Regions from separate parts of the Sus scrofa genome. Here regions 1, 2, 3 and 5 are each linked to region 4. A link is a contact called in public HiChIP or PLAC-seq data. All regions are on one chromosome and are shown on one strand. Each heading gives the region's core, a stretch centred on a gene start, on an enhancer-like site or on the middle of the called end of the contact. The rest is flanking DNA. Distances are from core to core; before and after follow the strand shown. Region 1 has its middle 20 kb from the start of TRIB1. Region 2 has its middle 71 kb from the start of TRIB1. Region 3 has its middle 53 kb from the start of TRIB1. Region 4 overlaps LOC102165543 (a long non-coding RNA gene). Region 5 has its middle 14 kb from the start of TRIB1.

Evidence for each region. HiChIP or PLAC-seq counts read pairs in DNA pulled down with a chosen protein or histone mark.
Region 1: an H3K27ac HiChIP or PLAC-seq map of alveolar macrophages shows a contact between it and region 4. The contact joins two enhancer-like sites. A contact is called at or near these places in 1 of 47 Hi-C or Micro-C datasets (fetal skeletal muscle) and 2 of 2 datasets of contacts at active chromatin or transcription factors (alveolar macrophages and skeletal muscle).
Region 2: a contact with region 4 is called in an H3K27ac HiChIP or PLAC-seq map of alveolar macrophages. The contact joins two enhancer-like sites. A contact is called at or near these places in 1 of 47 Hi-C or Micro-C datasets (embryonic fibroblasts) and 1 of 2 datasets of contacts at active chromatin or transcription factors (alveolar macrophages).
Region 3: an H3K27ac HiChIP or PLAC-seq map of alveolar macrophages shows a contact between it and region 4. The contact joins two enhancer-like sites. A contact is called at or near these places in 1 of 47 Hi-C or Micro-C datasets (embryonic fibroblasts) and 1 of 2 datasets of contacts at active chromatin or transcription factors (alveolar macrophages).
Region 5: a contact with region 4 is called in an H3K27ac HiChIP or PLAC-seq map of alveolar macrophages. The contact joins two enhancer-like sites. A contact is called at or near these places in 1 of 47 Hi-C or Micro-C datasets (embryonic fibroblasts) and 1 of 2 datasets of contacts at active chromatin or transcription factors (alveolar macrophages).

What each region holds. Positions count from the first base shown.
Region 1 is chr4:14,276,666-14,279,365 of Sscrofa11.1, forward strand. No RefSeq gene overlaps it. Among named protein-coding and RNA genes, the nearest start is that of TRIB1, 20 kb to the right of the region's middle. Within about 2 kb of position 1,251, at least 7 of the 83 cell types and tissues checked have an H3K27ac peak or open chromatin away from gene starts, as enhancers often do. A contact at or near this core is called in alveolar macrophages, where this site is marked.
Region 2 is chr4:14,226,132-14,228,831 of Sscrofa11.1, forward strand. No RefSeq gene overlaps it. Among named protein-coding and RNA genes, the nearest start is that of TRIB1, 71 kb to the right of the region's middle. Within about 2 kb of position 1,345, at least 39 of the 83 cell types and tissues checked have an H3K27ac peak or open chromatin away from gene starts, as enhancers often do. A contact at or near this core is called in alveolar macrophages, where this site is marked.
Region 3 is chr4:14,243,685-14,246,384 of Sscrofa11.1, forward strand. No RefSeq gene overlaps it. Among named protein-coding and RNA genes, the nearest start is that of TRIB1, 53 kb to the right of the region's middle. Within about 2 kb of position 1,312, at least 2 of the 83 cell types and tissues checked have an H3K27ac peak or open chromatin away from gene starts, as enhancers often do. A contact at or near this core is called in alveolar macrophages, where this site is marked.
Region 4 is chr4:14,075,852-14,078,551 of Sscrofa11.1, forward strand. All of the region lies in intron 8 of LOC102165543 (a long non-coding RNA gene), which reads left to right. Among named protein-coding and RNA genes, the nearest start is that of TRIB1, 220 kb to the right of the region's middle. Within about 2 kb of position 1,325, at least 15 of the 83 cell types and tissues checked have an H3K27ac peak or open chromatin away from gene starts, as enhancers often do. A contact at or near this core is called in alveolar macrophages, where this site is marked.
Region 5 is chr4:14,311,059-14,313,758 of Sscrofa11.1, forward strand. No RefSeq gene overlaps it. Among named protein-coding and RNA genes, the nearest start is that of TRIB1, 14 kb to the left of the region's middle. Within about 2 kb of position 1,448, at least 8 of the 83 cell types and tissues checked have an H3K27ac peak or open chromatin away from gene starts, as enhancers often do. A contact at or near this core is called in alveolar macrophages, where this site is marked.

The sequences.
Region 1 (2,700 bases), core at 1-2,500, 200 kb after region 4:
GGGAGACTTTGTGAGCGAGTAGTAGATGCTCCCCAAATACTTGAGAGTCAAACATCTGGGTGGTCCTTAGAGGGGGCAGCATAGGGCGGGGGTAGGGGCTTGTGGGGGTGGCACAGCTGGAACGAATCTTTATTTGATGCTAACTTTCCTCTGGGCAAAGCCTCTGTACCACACCTCCTTCCTTTTTTTTTTTTTTTTTTTTTTTTTTTTTGTCTTTTTGGGGCTGCACCCATGGCATATGGAAGTTCTCAGGCTAGGGGTCAAACTGGAGCTGCAGCTGCCAGCCTACACCACAGCCACAGCCATGCAGGACCCAAGCTGCATCTTCGACCTACACACAGCACACGGCAATGCTGGATCCTTAACCCACTGAGCAAGGCCAGGAATTGAATCTGCATCCTCATGGATACTGGTCAGATTCAGTACCCCTGAGCCACAACAGGAACTCCTTTTTTTTAATAGATAATTTTAATAAGTCAATATCCATTTTGGAAATTGAGCCAATAATCAAAACTTTCCACAAAAGACATCAGCAGGTAGATGGTTTAACTAGCGAATTACACTAAACATTAGAGGAAAAGAGGATACAGATTTTCCATAATCTATTCCAGAGAATAAACGCAGGAGAACACTTCCTAATTCCTTATATGAGGCTCGTGTTACCCTAATATTAATTAGATCACGTTGCCTGATGGTGCTGCTCAGGTCTATATCCTTACGACTTTTCTTTCTTTTTAGGGCCCCACCTGGGGCGTATGGAAGTTTCCAGGCAGGGGTGGAATTGGAGCTGCAGCCACCGCCCTACACCACAGCTCACAGCAACACCAGATCCTTAACCTACTGAGCGAGGCCAGGGATCGAACCCACATCCTCAAAGACACTATGTCGGGTTCTTAACCCGCTGAGCCACACCAGGAACTCCTCCTTACAATTTTCTGCCTGCTTGTTTTATCAGTTCGTGGCAAAGGGATATTAATGTCTCCCATGGTATTGGTCAATTTGTCCATTTCTCTTAAACGTCTTAAATGTTTTCCTCGCCTCCTTCATAAAGGAGAATAAGTGATGCGACACCCAGGGCCTTCCTGTCCCACCTTCTGTCCCATGGTCACCTTCAGAGTCTGTGAGACACTGAGGCTCCAGAGACCCGCGAGACCGAACAGAAGCTCCCTTCTGGCCTCAGGAGGGAAAGGGGAAGCCGTCCGGTCCAGGTTCCAGCTCTATTTGACTTGCTCGGCCTGGCCATCCCCGCAGGCTGCATTCCGAGGCCCTGCGCCAGGCTGGTGTGTAACAGGCTCCAGCCACCCTCTTGTTACCTAATGCTTTCCTAATCTGCAGTTTACGCAAGACGCGTACAAATCTCTGAGAAACACCAAGAGAAATACCCGAGCAGGCACCTCCCGGGCCGGCCTGTACCCTGCCTGGGGGCTGGCGGTTTCGCCTGGAGATGCTTGCTGTTGGTTACCCCGTGGGTGACTTGGTGCATGACATGGAGCCCCGCTTCTCACACGAGGCTCCCAGCAATCTTACCTTCACCCCTTCTCTTCCATCGCTCACCTTGGACTAAAAAAATCTACACCAAGTAGTGGGCAAATGCTTACCTCTTTCAGTAAAGCAGATCTTTCAACCAATGTTGCTGGAATGATAAGCCAATCCATATCAAAAAACAAAACAAAACAAAACAAAAAAACCAAAGCCTTGACCCTTAGTTCATATCATACATAAAAGTCAACTCAAAATCTTAAGATGGATCATTGACCTGCATGTAAAGCCCACAACAATAACACTTGTCCAAGAAAATAAATGTGGGATAAAATCTTTGTAACACTGTAAACTTTTCTTAGAAAGTGCATGAACCATAAAAGAAAAAAGGGGATAAACTGAGCTTAAAAAAAGGTAAAACTTCACCTCCTCAAAAAGCAGTCTTTAAGAACATGAAAAGACAAGTTGTATCCAGGGAGGATCAACGTATTTGCAAAACATGTATTGGATAAAGAACGTGCATCTGGAATATGAAAAGAATTCCCATATCTCAGTAAGAAAATCGACATCCCAACGGGAAAAATAGGCAAAACACCTGATCAGATACTTCATCAAAGAAGAGAGGCAGATGACAAAGTGTCAGAAAAGATGCTCACTAGGCATCAGGGAAGTGGAATTTAGAACCACAATGAGGTACCACTGCACATCTACTAGGATGACTAAGGTATTAATTAATTGACTAACTATGAATTCTTAATGAAGATGCGGAGCAACTGGTACACTCATACATCGCTGATGGGGATGCAAGATACAGTCGCCTCTCTGGAAAACAAGGCAGTGATTTCTTATCAAGTTAAACACACAATCCAGCAATCCCACGTCTAGGTATGCACCCGAGAAAAAAAATACATATCTTCACACAGACATGTTCGCAAATGTTCACGGCAGCTTTATGGGAACTTTTGCAGTAACAGAAATATTTGAAATCTTGATTATGGTGGAATTTACATAGGTAGATGCATTTGCCAAATTTTATTTACCTGTAAACTAGACAAAGATGAATTTTACTGTAGGGAAATTATACCTCAATGAATATGACTTTTAAATATTATAAATTAGAATAAAATAAAATCAAGTAGAATGTAAATCTGAGGGACCCTATGCTCATCATGAAAATAAAATAACACTAATATGGAGAACAGTATAGAGGTTCTTTTAAAA
Region 2 (2,700 bases), core at 95-2,594, 150 kb after region 4:
TTACCACTGAGCCACAATGGGAACTCCTGTCATACTGTTTTAGTTATTATAGCTTTATAATATAGCTTTAGATCAGGGATCATGATGTATCCATCTTTGTTCTTCTTTCTCAAGATTGCGTTGACTATTCAGAGTCCCCTGTGGTTCCATACAAATCTGAGTGTTGCTTGTTCCTGACTTCAGATTTTCCTTTCTCTGATGCCCCTTCAGGCCTCAGCTTTTATCCAAATCCACTCCAGTTCTCTAAAAAAAAAAAAAAAAAAATTTAATGATAACAATGAATAATAACTACATTTTTGTGTGCTCTGTCTGTAATAAATCTATGACAATGCTATAACAATTACTTTATATAACAATACTAGCATTTATTAAGAACTCTTACTTACATACTGGGCCACCTTCTTTCAATTATATATATATATTAGCTTATTTATCAACTCCATGAGGAAGGTGCTATAATATAATTCCCTTTTAAAGATGAGAAAGCTGGGGCACAGGACAGTTAAGTCACCTGCTTAAGGACACACAGCTAATGAGCCACAGAACAAGGAGTTAAACTTCAAGCTGTAAAGTCTGATTCTTAGCATCTATATCCTGCTGCCTCATGCAATCCTCCTGGGTCCTTAATGACAGTCTTCCCAGGCAGATATTTCCTGATTTTACAAATGAGAAAACTGGAGACTCAGCTATATCTTGGGCCCATGTGCCGAGTCGCCATATTGGAATTGGACCCTAAACCCAGTATTGTCTAATCCCATAGTCTGAGGCCCCAACCACCACACAGCTCTGCCCTTCCGTTCACACCAGTCTGAGCTTGGGGGAGCAGGGAGGGCCTCCCCATCTCCCTCCGAGGAATTGTTTGAGCCTTCTCCTCATGGTCAAGAATTTCTCACACGGGCTCCCCACTCAAGGGAGGCCTCCTGGGTTTCTGGATTCAAAGCCTGTGCGTGTGTCACGGCCAAGCATCTACACTAGCTGTGCCCCTGCAGATTTTCTCCAATCTTCAACTCCTCGGCAAGTGCTAGGGACTTTGTTCCATGATGGAAGGTCACTCGGTTCCAGTGGCAGGCTCAAGTGGGTGAGGGAGGCCCTTTGAGTCATGGAGGAAACCACAAGCTCGGGTCCCCGCAGCCCCTGCTCCCAGAGGCCGCACCCCAATACTGTGGAAATGTGTAATTTGCACCCTCATCCACCTCCCACAGACCCAGGGTTCTGCTGCTGCTGATTCATTTTGAGAAGCTCCACTTTCCACAGCTTCATGAGGAAGGATTGTCCCCACCGCCAGAGCCATGTGTGTTTGCTATGATTCATCAGATCGTCTGCAATCGCCTCAAAAATAGCCCTTACGCAATGCAGGAGCCGCTGGGAGCCTCGGCGCAGGGGCTTCCCCTCTTAGTCACCCTCTGGGCCTCAGTCCACTTCCACGCAGCCACGGGAACTCGGAGGGACAGGCACATGCCCAAAAGAGGAACTTGAGAAACTAGCAGGCGGGGGGTGAAGGCCGCCCCCCCACAGTTGGCAACTGTGATGAGGCAAGATCGCAGCTGTGGGCCTCTGTAGAAGTGAAATGTGCTCCGTAAACAAAATCTCCCAAGGCCAAGGGTGGCCGCGGCCCTGTGCCCTCTGGTCCCAGGGTCTGTGGCCAGCAAGGAGGCCCCGGACACGGCTGATCAGCTCTTCCTGCAGATTTGGATGTTCGACGGGAAGGCAGGCTGCTGGCAGAGGCTGATGCTGGTCTGAGCCTACAGAGAACACTGAGAGGGACAAGAGGGAGGGTGGTGTCCCACTGGGGGTGCCTCCTGCTGGAAGGAGGCCCTTCCGGTCCAGTGTTCCTCCTCTCTAGCCACCAGCAGTTAGATATGATGGGGGTTGGAGAGAGTTGTCACCACATGGATGCTCAGGCCCCATCTCCAGAGATCCTGGGTGGGCCTGGGTGTGGGTGCTTTTCAAAAGCTGACATTTTAGAGTTGAAAACTAGTTACCTAGGGCGAGCCATCACGTTGCATAGAAGGAGTTGCTGAACTTCAACTTTCCCTTGGCCTACAAAGCCTTCCACGATCAGGCCTCTTCATTTCCTCATTACCTCTCTGAATTCTCTGGGGTTTTTTGCTTGTTTGTTTGTTTGTTTGTTGTTTTTTCTTTTTTAGGGGCCGCACCTGCAGCATATGGCAGTTCCCAGACTGAGGGTTGAATCTGAGCTGCAGCCGCCAGCCTACGCCACAGCAACACGGGATCCGAGCCGCATCTGCAATCCACACCGCAGCTCACAGCAACTGCCGGAGTCTGAACCCACTGCAGAGATTGAACCCACATCCTCATGGATACTAGTCAGGTTCTTAACCCACTGAACCACAGGGGAAACTCGTGAATTCTCTGGTCTTACCACTTCTCTCTCTCTCTCCTCTTCCAGTCTCCTCCCCGCTCTTCCTCTTTCCCTCTCCCTGACTCTCCCCCCACCCTCCTCTCTTCCTCCCACCTCAGGGCCTTTGCACCACCTGTTACCCCTGCCTTTGCCCCAGATCCCTCAGGATTCTAAGTCCGAATCAGTACCTTAGTGCCTCTCCATGTTCTCACTTCATTTTCCTTCACAGCACAACAGACCCTATGTCTGTATTTTTTTATTGCCTTATCCTCCATTAGAATGTAGTCTCAGAAGGGCCAGGGCTTCCTGCTGCACTCCCAGCACCAGCATAGTGACTG
Region 3 (2,700 bases), core at 62-2,561, 170 kb after region 4:
GAGTGAGGGGTTCCCGTGTGGCTCAACAGTAACAAACCCAACTAGTATCCATGACCATGTGGGTTTGATCCCTGGCCTCGCTCAGTGAGTTAAGGATCCAGCTTTGCCATGAGCTGTGGTGTAGGTCGCAGATGCGGCTCAGACCTTGTATGGCTGTGGCTGTGGTGTAGGCTGGCGGCTAGAGCTCCAATTCGACCCCTAGCCTGGGAATTTCCATATGCTGCGATTGCAGCACTAAAAAGCCAAAAAAAAAAAAAAAAAAAAAAAAGAAAGAAAGGAAAAAAAAAGGCTTGGGAGTGAGCAAGGCAATAAGGAGATGAGGGTGAGGGGAGAAGACAGGGATCAGAAATTGGAGAAAGGGAGGCAGAACCCAAAGAGGCTGGAGAGGTAGACCCAGAGGTGCCTGGACCTCTTGATGGCAGGGGTCAGACTTTGCTTAACCACAGCCAGGGGTTGGAAATACTTCTTACACAGTGACCCAGCATCCACGTGTAGAGAGTGACCTATGTACACACACACACACACACACACACACACACATGCATGCACACAAGCAGAAAAAAATGGAGGAGATGGATTGGGGTTTGGAGGTGACTAAAGGAATTTCATCTGGATCTGATGGGATGGGATGGGATGTTCCCCAGTGACATCTGGGTTTCACGCACAAGAACGCACAGAACACCTTCAGAACCGCGTACGCTCCCTAAACCTCCAAGGCAGGGGCAGGGGCGGGGTCTCTGTCCTTGCCTTTGTAACTGTGGGTCATGCATCTGTATCTGGGGGCTGGGGGACCTCTTTCTGTATGTCTGTTTTTCCATGCCTGCATATCTGTGTGTATCCCATTTTCTGACTCAATTTATCATTTCTCTGGGACACACTGTCCTAGAATCTTATACCAGATGTTAACATCTCTGAGCCTCAATTTTCCCAGCTGTGAAGTGGGTGTAATAATGCCTACCCCTTGGAGCGGTTGTGAGGATTATTTGAGAGAGCAGATGAAAGTACTGCTAAATCATAGCAGCTATTCAGATGAGGGGGTGGGCAGTAGTGATGGTGGTAGTAGTAACAGATTCTAGCCAAGAGGAAAAGGATAGAAAGGATGAAGGATTTAATCAATTGACCTGTAAGACCAGCCTGGAGGGTAGGCAGGGATGTGGCCACCTGGTCACCATGGTTTGGGGCTGGAAAGTGACCACACACCCCAACCCCACCCCAACCCCATCCCAACCCCATAGATTCACCACCCAAACCAACCCTTACAAAAGCCTGAGGCATCACGTTCTTGCTCAGCAACTGACTTATGAGCCAGACCACATCATCCTCCCCATCCATAAGGCAGCCAATCCTCCAGCCTCCTCTGATCCAGGGGCTGTCTCCCTCCAGGGTGGCGTGAAGCTTTCTTCCCCAGGGCACCCATCCTTAAAGGACCATTCCACATCCGAGTGCAATTTCCCAACGCTCCTTTTTCTCTGTTCTTTTCCAGGGACCCAGTGCCCCAAGCGTTCCAAAAATAAGAGAATATCCCCAAATTTGGCCTGGGGCGGGGGGATCGGCCCCTTCCTGAGACCATCACCCAGGGCCATCCCTGTTGCAACGGTGGTCTCGTAACAATCGCTTACAAACCCGGTTAGGCAAGTTGCTTTTGCGTGATGGGCTATCTTGAGTAAATAGCATCCTATGTCCCCTGCCGGTCACTTGCTCAAGACATTGCTGGACATTGCATTAGAGTCACTGACACACAGAGTTTTGAAAATGAAAACAGGCCCTCTGGCTTCTGATCAGATAGCATTTAACTCATTCGTGATTGCGCCAGGGTTTCCCAAGGCTCTGGGGCCACAGAACGGCTCTTGCTACAGTGCAGACAGAGGCTGGTGGGGACAGTTGGAGCCTCGGGCCACCCAACGATGAAGCTTCTAAGAGTGAACAGGCCAGCTGGGGTCTGCATCACCTTGGCCCCAGTAGCCCCCATGTGGTCCTCTGGGGCCGTTTAGCCTGTTGAGCTAATCCAGGTTCGACCCCCACGGGGTTGGGGGAGTAGATGTGGTTCCAGTCTCTTAATTTGATCCCTTATTCTGGGGGCCTTTCCTGATGATAGAGATCCTGAACTGACAGGGGTAGATAAGATACATTTCAGGCATCTATCGCTATGCGACACATCAGCCCAAAACCATGATTTAGAGCAGTGATGGAGATCCCGCGGTGGCTCGGCAGGTTAAGAACACAACAGGTATCCATGAGGATGTGGGTTGTTTGTTTGTTTGTTTGTTTTTTAATGAGGACTTTCTTTCCTTATTTCTTTTTGTCTTTTGTCTTTTTAGGGCCACACCTGTGGCATATGGAGGTTCCCAGGCTAGAGGTCTAATCAGAGCTATAGCCACCGGCCTTCACCACAGCCCCAGCAACACAGGATCCGAGCCATGTCTGTGACCTATACCACAGCTCACGGCAACACCGGATCCTTAACCCAGGATGTGGGTTTGATCCCTGGCCTCGCTCAGCCGGTTAAGGATCAGCAGCATACGTGGCAGATGCAGCTCGGATCTGGCGTGGCTGTGGCTGTGGTGTAAACTGGCAGCTGCAGCTCCGATGCAACCCCTAGCCTGGGAACTTTCATATGCTGCAGGTGCTTTCCTAAAAAGACTGAAAAATTTAAAAGATAATAATAATAAAGCCATGACTGAACTTCTCACACTTCTGCTG
Region 4 (2,700 bases), core at 75-2,574:
TGAACCAGAAAATCCCATTTTGTCATAGCGCATACGACTGAAGATACTCCCTGTCAGCTTCCCAGCTGACACTCCCCTGTACCAAGGGGCCATGGGAGACACAAAAAAACAGGAAGCATCAAGGGCAGGGGTATCTAAGGAATGCCCGCTGTGTGCCAGGCACTACACTGGTCACCCAACATGAGCCATCCTAAACAGATGGTCCTTACAAGAGTGACACTGAGGTCAAGATTAGCACACCTGTTCTACAGACAGGGAAATAGAGACTCGGGGAGGCTGGAAGTGATTCGTCAAAGATTCGACTCCACAAGAGATCATTACCATTATGAACAGTGCAGACTCCTGGGCCCCATTCCAGACGGGCTGAATCAGCTCAGAGGTTGGGACCCCAGGAATGTGCTTTTCAAACCGTTTCTCTCCAAGATTTTCCGATGGTGAAAGTGTGAGAACACTGTCCTCCACCAGGGGCTCCGAGTTGGGGACACAAGACCTTCATGCCTCAAAGGTCCAGTAATAGATGACAGTGAGCCAGGATTTGTCAACAGGAGGCAGCTGGTACAGTTGTTAGTGCATAGTCTCTGGAGCCAGGTCTCTGGAGTTCGAATCCTGGCTCTGCAAATACTAGTTGTGTCACCTTGAGCTAGCCACATTCCTCACTGTGCCTGAGCTTCCTCATCTGAAAAACTGCATCAAAAAGAACACCTAGGAGTTCCTGTTGTGGCGCAGTGCAAACGAATCCGACTAGGAACCATGAGGTTGCAGGTTTGATCCCTGGCCTTGCTCAGTGGGTTAAGGATCTGGTGTTGCCGTGAGCTGGGGTGTAGGTCATAGACACAGCTCAGACCCTGCGTTGCTGTGGCTGTGGCGTAGGCTGGCAGCTGTAGCTCCGATTGGACTGGAAACTCCATATGCCACAGGTGAGGCCCTGAAAAAACAAAAGATAAAAAAAAAAAAAAAGAACACCTAGAAGGTTGTTTGGGGAGGATGAATGAGTTAAATGTGTGGAGTTTGGCACAGTGCCTGCCACAGAGTAACAATCCAGCGATGCCGTTGTCATCATTACATGATCAATTGTCCCAAATAACACAAGAAAGAGGAGATTATTTGACACTGTGGCTCCTGAAGGAGGAGGTCAAAGAGCAGCGTTCCAGAGAATTTGAATGGATAAAAAGAGAAGAGCTTAAACAACAGCTCTTTCTTTCATTCCTGAGCTGATCTTACATCACTGTTTGTTATTCCTCAGGAAGTGTCACCAAGAGCAAGTCACTGCAGTCGAGACAGGTCGTGAATCAGTCTGCGAGGCTGAATCACAGCCAGAGCACATCCTCTCCTGGGTCTTGAGGGGAGGAAGATGACAGTTCTCTTTGAAGCGAGGACGGCTTTGCCCAAGAAGGGAGCTGTGTATATTTTTTATGGCCACCAGGGGGAGACAGAGAGCTTAACTGACTTCACAAACTGAACAGTATTCCTAAATTCCTTGAAGATTTGGGCCATTGCCCACTGATTTGTTTTCACTTTTGCTGTTTCCCCTACTTAGAATGGCCCCCATTTAACCCATCATCATTCTCCCAGCCAACTTCTTCATATGCAAACTAACCTCTGGCCAGCCACTATGCCAGGGGCCGAGGGAAGATACAAAGAAATATAAGGCATTTAAGGAACGCTTTGTGTGTACAGGTACTCCACTGGTATCCTTGTAACTACAATGAGGTCATTCATTTTCAAGATTCACTTCATCAGGAATAAGATTCAGGGCACTGTCACTAAGTGCCAGGCACTGTGCTAACATTTCTGTGAATTAGCTCATTTAACTCCCTGAACTACCCAATAAGTAAGTACCACCATTATACCCACTTTACAGCAGAACAGACTGAGTCTTGAGGGAATTAATAACATCTGCCCAAGAACGCAGAGCTAATAAGGGAAATGGAATTCATGTATGAGCCCATGGAGTCTGGTTATAGAACCAAAGCTGAAAACTGGCCACCTCTCTGGTCCTTCCACAAAGCCTTGCCTCTGCCCACACTGTTCTCTCTCTTCTCTGGATTCTGATCTTGTTTGTAAGCAATCCAATGTAGGACTTATACTCATTTCTTCTCTCACACACACTGGCAAATGCCACTCTCCCATCCTACCCCCATCCCACCCCTGCCAGGTATAGAGTAAGTTTCTTAAAGCCAATGATTCTATCTCACCCTTATTTCTATGTAACTACCATTTATTAAGCATCTCTGTATCTGACATTATCAAGGGCACATTTATTCTTTAGATTTGCTGTTTACTAGTCTTCACAGTAACCCTGGCAAGTAAGTAGTAGTATCCACATTTTATAGGTGGAAGATTAAGTCTCAGAAGTTACATGATCCTAGACCACTCACCTACCTGGCAGGTAGAATATGCAGGACCCCAAGGCCTGCAGTCTCTCCATGACCCTCAGCTCCACCTCCCCCTCTGCCTTGCTTGGGGCAGCACCCAGAATGAAGGGAGCCTCAGAACATGAACTCGAAGGCTTCAGTTAAGGTCCCTCACTCTCTGGGATGCAGGTCAAAAGCATCATCTATTGATTCCTGTCCGGTACAGTTCCCAGACTCAGGCCCTCTCCTATTCTCAGTCCTGCCCCTTCTTTGGTGGATTCCATGTTTGAATGTCACTAGTGTAAGAACCATGTCATATTCACCACCATGTCCCCGGAGCCCAGCA
Region 5 (2,700 bases), core at 198-2,697, 240 kb after region 4:
GCTCTGTGTCACAGCTGATCAGTGGCAGGGCAGGACTGTGGACTCTTTGGGGTAAGATGGAGCAGCCCAGCCCATCCATGCCCCCCGCCCACTCCCCAGTCTGGTGTTGGCATCCTAATCCTCTTCATTTCCCCCCAGAGGACCAGCCCTTTCCTGGGGGTGTCTGGGCTAGATCCAAGGTCCAGCTGGTCCTGCCACAGGCACTGTCTGGATGGTGGGAAAGAAAATACCTATCCTTCTCTTTCCTTCCCCGCCCCCCCACCCTGTGCCCAACCTCCAGTTGGCTGAGCCAGCACCTGGGCGGGGAAGAGGGTAGAATGGCGCTATTCAGAGAGTTTTCCTGATGCAATAACTGATTGCAAAACGCTTGCATCCCTGAGCATTTTATGGAGGGTGGTAATTTTGAGCAGAAGCAGGAAACCCCAAACTCAGCCAGCTGCCAGAACAAGGCACTGCAGGTCAAATGCTAGTCCAGAAATACAGTTACCCCAAGGCTGGGGCATTAGAAAAAAACAACCAGAACACCACCAACAACCCTAGAGTTGATCCAACTCTTCCACACCCCTAATGGCATTTGATCAACTAAGTCTGCTCAGATGGGAGGGGGCAAAGCCAAGGCTCCATTTACAGCCCAAGGTCAGCAGATGAGGAAAGGGGAGAAGGCTGAAATCTGACCCCCAGCTCCAGGTCTAGAGCTCCCTGGTGACTGATGATGCTGAGGAGAGTTCCGAGGCAGGCAGAGGAGTACAGGAACCTGTAGCCAAATCTTGCCTCTGCATCATCAGCCTGGTCCCTTAACCTCTCTGAGCCTTACTTTCCTCCTCTGCGGGTGTGAGAGGGTTGTGGTTAAGGGTTTGAGCTCTGGAGTCATAAGGCCTGGACTTTAATCCTGGCTACACTCATAGCCTGCACGACCTTGGACAAGTCACATAACCTCTCTGTGTTCGTTTCCTTGCCAGTCAAGTGAGGTTTTTCTTTCTTTTTTTTTTTAGGGCCGCACCTGCTGCATATGGAAATTCCCAGGCTAGGGGTCGAATCAGAGCTGTAGCTGCCAGTCCACACCACAGCCACAGTCAAGTCAGATCTGAGCTGCTTCTTCAACCGACACCACAGCTCATGACAACACATCAAAATTGCCTCCTCATGGATACTAGTCGGGTTTGTTACCGCTGAGCCACGACAGGAACTCCAAATGAGCATTTTTAAACCCACCTACAGGCCTGCTGTGAGGATTTGCTTAGCTAATGCCAGTAAGGCTCTTAGCACAGGCCTGGGTTATAGCAAGCAGTCAATAACTGTTAACTATTATTGTTATCTGCAAAATGAAGAAGAGAGCTTTTGGAGATGAAAGGAAACAGCACATTCCATGTCCGTGTGTGTGTGTGTGTGTGTGTGTGTGTGTGTGTGTGTGTGTGTGTGGTGTTTTGGGAAGGAAGTGCAGGGGGGTTCCCCACAGATGGAATTGGAACCTTCTAGAAAGGAGGAAGAAGCAGAAGATGGGAATCTGCGCGGGCCCTGGGTCTGCTTTGGGATATTTCCTCTTGAAACAGCTATCTGGTCTTCACCTGTGTGCTCCCTCGACTCTTGCCTGTGTCCAGAGCTGCCCTTGTCCAGCCACTCCACATTCCCAGCATCAATTCCCTTGGAAGAACCATCTCAAGCTGAAAATCTTCCTGGCCAGAGTAGCGAAAGAGTCAAAATGTAAATACACATGGGCCTCAGAGTTTCATAACTGCCCTGAGTCATTTCTTTTCACAGAATACACAGCCATGGGACAAGTGTTCTGAGTCTTATCAGTGAGGCTCAACCCAAGTGCCTTCCAGACATTTCTCATCCAGGTCCTTTCCAAGCTTTCTCCACTGAAAAGATTCTCCGGCTGTTTATGCTAATGGCAGGTCAAGGTTCCAAAGAGGAAAACAGGACCCAGGCCTCAAATTTCTGCCATCAAACATCATTTCTGTCTTCCTAATTCTTGGCTATTCCTGACCATTTCTCAGCTGCCTCAGAGGTCTGGCAACTTGCCATGTATTAGTTAGATGTTCTTTAGTTTGCAAGTAGCTGGAATTATAGTATTACATAAATAGAGTTTTGGTTGTTTTTTTTTTTTCTCACATGAAAGAAATTCAAAACTGAACAAGGACTGTTGTCATTTTGGCAGCAGTGATGTCAAAGCCATACCTACTATGAGTTTCTTGCAACCTCAAGTTGCAAGATGGCTGCTGAAGCACCAGATGTCGCATCTACTCTCAAGATTGAAAAAGGAGAGAAGGGCACAAAATAGTGGTACCACTAGTGTCAAATATTCCAGTATCAGGTATTTATTGTTGCATAAAATACCACTATAAAACTTAGTGGCTCAAAACAACAATCATTTATTAACTTATGATTCTGAGGGTCAGAGTTTGGGCTGGGATCAGCCAGCAGTTCACCTGGGCTGCTGGGCTCATTCATGTGACAGCAGTCAGTTGCTGGCTCAGTGGGGCTATATCACCTGAGAGAGCCTAATTCACATAGCTGGAATTTGATGCTGGCTACTGGAGATGTGGTGACAGAAGCAGAGGTCAGAGTGATGCCATTGCTGGAAGGGGACCACAACCCAAGGAATGTGGGTGTCCTCTATAAGCTGGAAAATGCAAGGGATGGATTCTTCCTTGAAACTTCCAGAAAGAATAAATTGTGCCAACACCTTGATTTTACCCC